Linked DNA regions of Sus scrofa: region 2 is linked to region 1. A link is a contact called in public Hi-C data. All regions are on one chromosome and are shown on one strand. Each heading gives the region's core, a stretch centred on a gene start, on an enhancer-like site or on the middle of the called end of the contact. The rest is flanking DNA. Distances are from core to core; before and after follow the strand shown.

What was found. A called contact is a pair of places that touch in the nucleus more often than the background predicts.
Region 2: a Hi-C map of liver shows a contact between it and region 1, with 3 times the contacts expected there. The contact joins the promoter of RBM18 here to the promoter of NDUFA8 in region 1. A contact is called at or near these places in 2 of 5 promoter capture datasets (fetal liver and liver), 8 of 47 Hi-C or Micro-C datasets (alveolar macrophages, epiblast stem cells, heart right ventricle and 4 more) and 2 of 2 datasets of contacts at active chromatin or transcription factors (alveolar macrophages and skeletal muscle).

Annotation. Positions count from the first base shown.
Region 1 is chr1:262,256,698-262,262,035 of Sscrofa11.1, forward strand. It overlaps NDUFA8 (NADH:ubiquinone oxidoreductase subunit A8), which reads right to left and starts at 1,489. Exons shown (of 4, transcript NM_001190197.1): 1 at 1,306-1,489. The coding sequence starts at 1,356. MORN5 (MORN repeat-containing protein 5) reads left to right here and starts at 1,436. Exons shown (of 4, transcript XM_021068403.1): 1 at 1,436-1,698. The coding sequence starts at 1,456.
Region 2 is chr1:262,352,778-262,358,329 of Sscrofa11.1, forward strand. RBM18 (probable RNA-binding protein 18) reads right to left here and starts at 3,503. Exons shown (of 6, transcript XM_001925816.4): 1 at 3,339-3,503; 2 at 246-374. The coding sequence starts at 358. It overlaps MRRF (ribosome-recycling factor, mitochondrial), which reads left to right and starts at 3,217. Exons shown (of 7, transcript XM_003480599.4): 1 at 3,217-3,560.

The DNA.
Region 1 (5,338 bases), core at 239-2,738:
TTCTAGGATAAAGTCTAAACTGCTTAGCCTGGCTTTGTGACAGCTGCTTCCCAGCCCTGCCTCAGCCCAAGTACCTCTCTGGGCTCAGCAACTGTTGCTTCCCACCAACACCAGAGTCCCATCAAACAGCACCTGTCTCCCTAAACACAAAGAGCCTGCCCTGCTAAGCCTTCTTGCTCTTTTGAGCTTTTGCCCACAACACAGTAGTTTAAAAGCATGAGTTTTAAAATCAGACCTGGGTTCACATTCCAGCTCAGCCCTTACTAGCTATGTGACCTTGGACAAATCACTTCTTTCAAGACCTGTTTCTTTATCTATAACATGGAGACCAATTACATCCTTCCTCAGGAGTTCCCCTCATGGCTCAGCGGACACGAAGCTGACTAGCATCCACGAGGATGCAGGTTCCATCCCTGGCCTTGCTCAATGGGTTAAGGATCCGGAGTTCCGGTGATGTAGGTCGCAGATGCGGCTCGGATCCCAAGTTGCTGTGGCTATGGTGTAGGCCCGCAGCTACAGCTCCGATTTGACCCCTAGCCTGGGAACCTCCATATGCCGCTGGCGAGGCCCTAAAAAAAAACTATATCCTTCGTCAGTGTTGCTAGGAAGGGCCAATGAATTAATGTCTGTACTTAGCATCCTGCCTAACACCTAGAAAAGGGCTAACCATGTTTGCTATGATTAGCGTTATATATTCTTTACTTCACTTCTCATAGTATTTTATGTCTGTCTCCCTATTAGATCCTAAACTCTCGAGGGCAGATACCACCTCTCTCATTTTCCAATGTATGTGCATGTGGTAATTATTCAAGTGCTATCTCTTGAAAAAAATGAATGGCCAATTACCCTTTCCCAGGCTGTTACCAAAATCACTGTCCAATAGCACCTTCCTTATCTGGGCTTAATAGCTGCACTCCAATGCACTCGGCACGGATGATACATTTTAAGGAGACTCTCTCTCTTCCTCGACTGAGAGCGCCCGGGCTGTTCACTCACTTCGCAGGAAGAGTTGAGCATTAAGTGACATAAGGTAAGTAAAGTGGCCCTGGTTGGTGCCAGATAAAAAGTACTATTCACGTAAAGGAAAAGCAGCTTGCTGCGGTGAAGGGGAGAAGGGCTACTGAGGGATAGGTCTCCCAGAGCTGAGGAGCAAGCAGGCGAGCGTCAACCTGTGTAAGTGTTGGGGGCGTGGAGTGGGGGTGGGGGATCCCGGGCCCAGGGTCCGCGAAGTCCAAGCACGGCTAGGCCCAGGCCGGGAAGCTGCAGCCCTCTGCCCTGCTTGCCTGTCCTTCGGACGAGCCTCACCTCCTGCACTTTCAGATCCTCCAGAGTGGGCAGCTCCACTATGCCCGGCATGATGGCAGTAGCCCGGACCGAGGAGATGCCCGAAGTCGCGTCGCCCGGGTCTCCTTGAACTCCCCTTCCGACCGCCGAGGGGCCGCCTAGCGTCTGCGCATGCGCAGCGGCGGCACGCAGGCGCCTGGCTCCGTCCAACCGCGAGACACAGAGCGTGCGCAGAGCCAGGAAGTTCCGCGGAGTCTGGGGGCGGGACTTCGCCTCGGCTCCGCCCATCCCCCCGGTTGTCATAGTGAGGTAGTGTACACTGAAAACTGCGGGATCTCAAAACCATTGGAAGCTAGAGGCAGATGCCATGGAGTACACCGGGAGCCAATATATTGGGGAATTTGTAGATGGGAGGTAAGGGCCCGTTTCATTCACTATGTCTTGAACATCTGTAACTGGAAAAAAACGTTGGTCTTTTTGCCTTTGCGAAAGACTTTATACACTTTACAGACTTTATCCGTTTTAAACTTCAAGACAGTCCTTTCAAGTTGGAATATTTATTCCCATTTTACAGCTCAGGAAAATGAGTTACTGAAGTTCAGTAACTTGCCCAAGGATGCATATCTAATAAGCAGCAGAGCTGAGACACATCCATTCCATGTATAACTCTATCTATGTGTGCTTGCTGTCAGTTTTAGCTATAGAGATAGAATATTAAAAATATGAGTTCCGGTCGTGCCCAGTGATAACGAACCCGACTAGTATGCATGAGGACGCGGGTTTGATCCCTGGTCTCTCTTAGTGGGTTTAGGATCCGGCATTGCCATGAGCTGCGGTATAGGTCGCAGATGCAGCTCAGATCCCGCGTTGCTGTGGCTGTGGTGCAGGCCGGCAGCTGCAGCTCCGATTCAACCCCTAGCCTGGGAACTTCCATATGCCGTGGTTTTGGCCCTAAAAAAACAAACGAACAAACAAAATATTAAAAATGTCAAGATCCTTGCTCTCTAGTTGACACATTGCCAACAAGCAGATAAATGAGAAGATAATTTCAGGTGGTGGCTTGGCTTAAATCTTCCCTCCTCACAGCAATCCTATAGATAGATAACATCATTCCCATAATACTGATGGAAAAGGGAGGCACAAAGTAATTACATAACTTGCCCCAAATCACCTAGTTGGCATTTGGCAGGGCAGAGATTAGAACCTAGGTCTGACTTCAAAGCCCACATGCTTTCTTATGATAGAGCCCTGCTGCTGGGCCCCTGCTGGGCACTCCTGGAAGGCTTCATGGAAGATATAATATTTGAAATGGACCCTGAAGGTGGGTAGGACTTGGGTGGTTGGAGATCCAAGATGAAGAATGTTTACAGGCAGAGGGAACAGCACAACCAATAGCTCAGAGGGAAGAGAAGGCAGTTCAGTCTGGCTGGAGTACAGCATGTGCCTGGAGGAGTGTGGGAGCCCAAGCTAGATGGGTGGTCTGTGCTCAGGCATAGAGAGATTTGAATACCATGCACAATCCTGTGGGTGGGATGAGCCACTACCTTTGATACTGATGGGCGTTAGGAAATCTAATTTATTCCACCTCTGCATCCCTCCTCATAGTACATATGTCTAGCAGGCATTCAGTAAATGTTGGCCAAATGAACTAATAAGAGAATGAATGAATGAATGAATGAATGAATGAGTAAATAATGTTTGAGGTATGGTTATCATGTCCTCAGGACTGACGTCTTCATTATAAAGGAGTTCCCTTTCTTTTTATTTTGAATTTAAAGGGAAGGCTTGGAGTTCCCGTTGTGGCTCAGCAGGTTAAGAACCTGACTAGTATCCATGAGGTTGTGGTTCAATCCCTGGGCCCTCTCAGCAGATTTAAGGATCTGGCTTTGCCACAGGCTGTGGTGTAGGTTGCAGATACTGCTCAGATCCTGTGTGGCTGTGGCTGTGGCGTGCCTGGCGGCTGCAGCTCCAATTCAACCCTTAGCCTGGGAACTTCCATGTGCCACGGGTGTGCCCCTCCCAAAAAAATAAGTGAAGGGTTTTTGAGCTCCCTGGTGGTTCAGCATGTTAAGGATCCAGTGTTGTCACTGCTGTGGCTTGGGTTTCTGCTACGGGGCAGATTTGATTTTTGGCCTGAGAACTTCCACATGCTGTGAGCACAGCCAAAAAATAAAATAAAAAGAAGGCTTTTCACCTTGAACGAATAAAAGGAAAATGGAAGAGAAGTAGAAAGAGAGGAGGAAAGGAAGGACGGGGTGGAGGGAGGAAGAGTGAAGGTGAGGAGGTCAGGTTAGAGCCTGCTTCTCTGGTCACCATAAGAGGCAGCAGGACCCTGGGCCAAAGCAGAGGCAGCAGGGCTGCAGGAAAGAGAAAAAAAATGTGGAAGTTTGGGGATTTCACCACCAGGACTTAGCAAATGACTGGCTCCTGGTCCCACTCAAGAGACTGCTTCCAGTCCCAGCGCAGTGTCCAGCTCCAGTCTTTGAACCTGGAGGATTCTGATGCCATTCATGGAAACTGAGACCACTGAGGAGAAGCTGCTTTGGAGGAAGAGAGGATGAGTTCTATTTGGGGTGGGCTGGAGATGTCTGTAGAAGGTCTGAACCATAATGTCCAATTGGTGGTAAATAAAAGGGATGGGGGAAATGCCAGACCTCAGAGAAGGGTTTAGATGGAGACTAAGCTTAGAAATGTCAGGTGTGATCTCAAGCGAAGAGGTAGAGGAAAGAGGACAGGAGCTCTCATCTGTGTCTTACGCAAAGTAAAAGCAAAAGAGTTTTTGAGCTTGTCTATATGCCAGGCATTCTGTTAGAGTTTCACAGCCATTATCTCTGCAGCTTTGCAGGGGGAGTCATAATTTCCCCATTTTATAAATGAAAACTCAGGCTCAGAAAGGTGGAGTCATTAGAGAAATGCAAATCAAACCTACCATGAGATACCAGTCAGAATGGCCATCATTAATAAGTCCACAAATAACAAATGCTGGAGGGGTGTGGAGAAATGGAAACCCTCCTGCACTGTTGGTGGGAATGGAAGCTGGTACAACTACTATGGAGAACAGTATGGAGGTACTTAGAAAACTATACATAGAACTACCATATGACCCAGCAATCCCACTCTTGGGCATATATCTGGACAAAACTGTACTTAAAAAAGACACATGCACCTGCATGTTCATTGCAGCACTGTTCACAATAGCCAAGACATGGAAACAACCCAAATGTTCACTGACAGACAATTGGATTAGGAAGATGTGGTATATATACACGATGGAATACTACTCAGCCATAAAAAAGAACAAAATAATGCCATTTGCAGCAACATAAATGGAACTAGAGACTCTCAAACTGAGTGAAGTAAGTCAGAAAAGACAAATGCCATATGATAGCACTTATATCTGGAATATAATATATGGCACAAATGAATCTTTCCACAGAAAAGAAAATCATGGACTCGGAGAATAGACCTGTGGTTGCCAAGGGGGACAGGGAAGGAGTGGGGTGGACTGGGAGCTTGGGGTTAATAGATGCAAACTATTGCTTTTGGAGTGGATTAGCAATGAGATCCTGATGTGAAGCACTGGGAATATGTGTGGTCACTTATGATGGAGCATGATAATGTGAGAAAAAAGAATGTATACGTGTATGTGTAACTGGGTCACCATGCTGTACAGTAGAAAAAAATTGTATTGGGGAAATAACAATTTAAAAAAAGAAACAGTAAAAGCCTGCATTTTGTGAAAAGAACAACAACAAAAAAAAGGTGGAGTCACACAAGGTCACACAGGCATGGAGAAGAGGAGGAGCCAGGCCTGGACCCCTTAAAAACAGAAGCTGTACTTTAATCATATCACTCTCCCTGCTGGGGGTCTGTGTCACAGCAGGCAACTCTGTCATCTATGCAGCAAGTTCACTAGCCCTTCTGTTTCCTTCATTCCTTACTCAGCAGATGTTCATGAGCATCTGTTTATAGTTCTTTTTTTTTTTTTTATTTTTAGGGCCACACCTGTGGCATATGGAAGTCCCAGGCTGGGGGTCTAATCAGAGCTGCAGCT
Region 2 (5,552 bases), core at 2,253-4,752, 98 kb after region 1:
TGGGAAGCAGGGAAAAGAAGTATATGGTTTAAAAGGCTACCCAAGTCTGTATCTTCATAGTAGAAGAGTCCAAATATAGGAAAAATGATAAGATAACAGGTTAAAACAACATCACATTCCTTTTGAAGATGATGAAAACATAAATAAATGGGCCAAAATATATTCTACAACCCTTGAGAGTTCTCTTGGACATCATCACCACAAGCATCCCAATTCTGTAGGGAATTAAAACAGCTCGGACTTACTCTGTGATTTTGGGGTCCAGGTTGCCGATCCATAACCGGTGCCCTTCCTGCAGGGAACCCTCTGAAAGGATGGATGCGTTCTCCAGGGGAAGAGTTTTGGTTTCTGCTTCCATCAATCTCTATGAAATACTAGAGGAATGTGAACATTCAGGCAGGAGAGGAGCAACGCTGTGTGAACAAGAGACTTCAGATTCAATTCAACAAACATTTATTCAAGGAGGGCATGCCCTGGGCAGTCCTTCAAAGGCCTCAGTTATTCCACAACCAGGGCCCCAGCACCAGTTCCCCTGGGACAGCTCCTCTGGCAGCCAGAGAGCAAAAGATTCCACTTAAGGAGAAAGGGGAGTGGTTCTGTGTGTAGACCGAGTTTTCCTCTTCTGAAGCCAGAGGCTGACTGGGCAGGAGGCCAAGGTCTCTATTACGATACTCTAGTTCAACAACTGTCACCCAAAGTAAGTCTTGGAAACCACCAGAGAGTTTTAATGACACTTAAAAGGATGGGTGGGGAAGAATAACAATAATTAGTCAATGAACTATTTTCATGTTTAATATTTTGGCAGACATTGGGAAAAAGAAACTAACTTCCAGAGTTCCTGTTGCAGCTCAATGGTAACGAGTCTGACTACTATCCATGAGGACAAGGGTTCAATCCCTATCCCTGCTCAGTGCGTTAAGGATCCAGCATTACTGTGAGCTGCAGTGTAGGCTGCAGACGAGACATGAATCTGGTGTTGCTGTGGCATAGGCTGGTAGCTGCAGCTCCAACTCGACCCCTAGAACTTCCATATGTCACGGGTATTGCCCTAAAAAGCAAAAAAAAAAAAAAAAAGAGTAACTAACTTCCTCTTTAGTTATTCCAGTTCTACTATTTACTAGTTCTATAATCCTAAGCAGCAAGTTACTTAACCACTCTGTGCCTCAGTTTTATCTGTAAAAAGAGGATAATAAGAGTTGTGCAGATGCACTGAGTTAATACATCAAAAGCATTAAGAACAGTGCGTGGCACCTAGAAGCACTCAAATAATTTTAGCTTAAGTTATTACTAGTCTTAGTTCCTGAAATGTCTCACCTCACAGCCACAGGATGAGGGTTATGATGGAGTTGGTAATGGAAAGAGCAAAAACCCTGTGGTCAGAAGGCCTGGTTTCAAATTTTGGCATTTCCATTGGAAGTTACTTCTCTCTTAGAGTTTCAGTTTCCTCATCTCTAAATAATAAAAGTTGCTCTGCTTATAACTTAAGAGATGTTGAGAAGACCAAAATTAGACAACAGATATAAAATTAAACTTTAATGTATAATGTGGTAGAGAAAGAAAAAAGGCCTGGGCAGATGGCAGGCTGTGCCAGACTTCAGAACTCCTTGCTAGAAAAAAACATGGGTCCTATAAGACCAGAAGTGCCTTTGAGATCACTGCTGTAGGAACTGCGTCTTAATAACAACAGCTGCCATACTGAATGCTGGCGTTATCTCTTATTCACCTCAGCACAGCCTCTACAGTCTAGCACACAGTAGCCCCTAGATATTGTTTGTTAAATGTGTTTATCTACCCCTCCAACACACAAGGGCGTTCTTCTTCCTCTCTCACATGTTCAATCTGTTCTGTAATGTGTGAAAAGCAGCTACCAGCTGCTGAAAAAGAGAAATGAATAAGCCACAGTTCTTGCTTTTACTTCCTGGGAGAAAGGAGAAATAGGCATGACTAGAATCCCAGGCATGGAGGTTGGGGGAGGAGAAACATTTTGTCTTCTCCTGGATTTCCTTTCCTTCTACTTTCTTACAGACCATTCATTCAAAAAAGCCTGTATTTTCCAGGCATCGTCTAGGTCCTGGGGACAGAGCAGTGAACAAGCAAGGTTTCTGCCTTCTGGATACACATATTTAGAAAAGGGGCAGGACAAAACAAATGCAAAATAAATATACAAGGCGTAATTTGTGATCAGTGCTGCAAACGTAGTTAAGCAAGGAGATCTGACAAGGAGATTGGGGCTGGACTACTTCAGAATGAGTGGAAAGCCCTCTAAGGGAAATGACATTTGAGACGAGACTTGAATGTAGACCCTTCTGACTCTCTCATGTCTAAAAACAGCAATAAATAATACCAACAAGTACTTAATACCACACAAGTGAATCATTTTAAGGGGAAAGAGTACAGGGTATGGGGCCAAAAGACAGGCACTCAAATACTGGCTTTTGCACCCAGGATTTATTATTTTGTGACTCAAGTCGTGATCTCCCCTCAAGTGTCCTCTAGCCCTAGAAAAGCTTTCCCTTAACAGAGTAAGGGCATCTTGTTAGTCTCTATCACAGGCACTTTTTCTTTCCACTCAATACCAGTTCAATGCCTTATACGTTGTTTTATCTTTCGTTTCCCTCACTAGAAAGTAAGATATGAGAAAGTAAGCTACTACTGAGCAGGGTCTTGATTATTTTGATGATTCTATCCCCCTCCCCATCCCCGCACTTAGTACACTGGCTCCTGGCTGGTGCTCAAAGTTTAGTGAATGAACGAATGAATGAAGCAGGCAAGCCATTTCCCCACTTGGAGCTTCCGTTTTTTCTTCTTCCTTGATATGGGCATTATTATCCTTATCTCGAGTTGTTATGAGGCTAAAATATGGCAATACATTTGATAAGTTGGCACAGAGCTTTTTGAGAAATGGTAAAGTGTGATAAGTGATTAAGATGGCATGCAACTATCTCAAAATTCTTGGGTTTGCAATGGCGACAACCCTTCAGATTCACAGTTCACAAAACGCTTTTTAGCCTTCCCCCATCCCGCCCCCGCCCAGCTGAGCTATAACTACCCTGGAAGCCAAGAACAGTCATTTGGGAAAACTGAAGTGCAGAGAAGCAAAGGCGCTTCTTCTTAAAAAGCTAATGGTAATGGTGGGGTCAAGGCTTGAATCCCGGCTTCCCGATCCCTGGCCGCGAATTCCCAGCTGCGAGGGGTCATTACTCGGATTGATATTTCCGGGCCAGCGGCGGGACGATCCGGGGCGGGGTCTGAGGAGCCGTCTCACTGGGGGAGCCTCCGCTGGGAACTCCTTGTCGGGCCGGCGCTAAAGGGTAGAGGCGCGTTGTGGCCGGACTCACCTCGTGACTTCGGAGTCCTCTCCTCGGCTCATGCCCCCAAAGCAGGTCCCGTCTCCGCGGTCCCACGGCCCTCTACACCCGTCCACCTCAACGCCGCCAGCTGCCAGGCCGCCCTTGACGCACTACGCCTGCGCCGCCGCACCGCCCCGTGACGTCACGACGCCCGCGCCGCCTCCGTCGCCGCGGTCGCGCGAGTCTTCCTAGTACCCTGGGAGCTAGCTGGTGAGTGTCCTCGGTATAGTCTTGAGGCTCGCGCGCCAGAGACTTCTGCTCAGGGACTTCTCAGGGGACTGTTAGGGCCCGGAACACCGTTCCCGATGCATTCCGTTGGAATCCGGCTTGACCTTTACAGATGGGGGCGGGACTGGTAGATCCGAGAGTCTCACGGGTTGGGGGCGGGGCTAATCGCATCAGCTAGGAACTTCCAGGATGGGAGGCTTAGGTTACTAAATAGTATCAGGTACTTAGTTGCCCGCTACCTGGCAGGAACATTTAATTTTCTGAACAATCCCGTGGGAGGTTTCTCCCCATGATGGAGAAACGGAAGCTCGAACGAGTAATTTCATCACGGTCACGCGGCTAGTGAGTGAGGGGACTCAATTCCAACATTACTCTGTGCCGTCCAGTGACAAAACAGTCATTTCAGTAGCCCTTCTATATTGGTAAAGTGCTTCTGCAGCTCTTATCTCATTCGATCGTCCCGGTAACCCTAACAAGTCGTATTGTCATCTGCAGATGAGACTGAGGCCAAGAGAGTTTGACCTATGTAAGGTCACATACCCAGGAAGTGCTGGAACCAGCATTCTTTCCCAGGTCTTCTCTGAGTTGGATGCTTTTTTCCACTCACCCCACTCTATTGCATTCTCAGAATCTTGAAGGCTCTATAGCTAGAAAGAATGAAAGTCTGGTCTGACTCTTCGTGTTATAGTTGAGGAAACAACCTCAGAAGAAATGACTTGATATAAGTCGTCAGCGGCAGAGCTTTCACAAATACTTTTTGAATACAGAGTAGTTATGAATCTAAAAAGGATAGTTGGCAGGAGTGATGAGATAGGAATATCGGAATCCAGGCCTCCTAGCTCTTAGGCAAAGGCTCTTTCTCCATCTGTTAAAGTGTCTTATCCTTCCTTTAGCTGTGCCAGGGATGTGATCTTATATATAGTCAGATACTATAAATGCCCTCACAAGGCACCGAATTTAGAGAATAATATGCCTTATTATCTCTAAGTGAAAAATCTGTCAACCAAGAGACACTGGAAGCAGTTTTGGGAAACAGAGCCCAGGACCTACTGTCCGGGGCTTAGATTTCAGTTCTGGTGCCAGCATTGTGACCTTGAGGAAGGACTTAACCTTTCTAGACTTTCACTCATCTTTCATCACATTTATTCAGAGTCTTCTGTGTTCAGGAATGTGCTGGAGACTGGAGACACAGCCATGAACAAGACAAGCATACATTAGTCCTTGTGGTGCTTATAGTCTTATGGGGGGAATTAGACCATGATCAAATAACTGCACAAATATTAGCTGATATTGTTAAAGTGCCATGAAAAAGTACAGGGTGTTATGAAAGTGGGCTATAGGACATTTGACTTGTTGGGCTAGAGGAGGCAGCCAAGGAAGGCTTCCTCTGAGGAAGTGATGTTTAAGCTGCAGTCTGAAAGGAAAATGTGAGGTTGTTCATTAAAGAGGTGTGGGAAGACCTTTGCAAGCAGATGCAACAGTATGTTTGAAGGCCCTGAAGCAGGAGGAGTATTCACGGAAATGGAAGATCAGTTTGCTTCTTTGTAAAATGTGGGTGGTAATCATAACCCTGGTTATTGTGGGAATCAGGTAATACATATGAAAGTATTTTATGTACAGCAAGGGTCTGTGTGTATTATTAGCGTATTATAAGCTAATACACGACTGGATTGGTAGGGGTTGCTGGCGTAGTGGATGAGCCAGGACGTGTGTTTTCCTCATCTAGTTCTTTACAACATTAAAATGTGCCTTCTATGAAAAACAGGACAGTTTGGAGTTCCCGTCGTGGCTTAGCGGAAATGAATCTGACTAGCATCCATGAGGACGCAGGTTTGATCCCTGGCCTTGATCAGTGGGTTGAGGATCTGGCGTTGCCATGAGCTCTGGGGTAGGTCATAGACTCGGCTCAGATCCTGCGTTGCTGTGGCTGTGGCGTAGGCCAACAGCTATAGCTCCGATTTGACAACTCCTAGC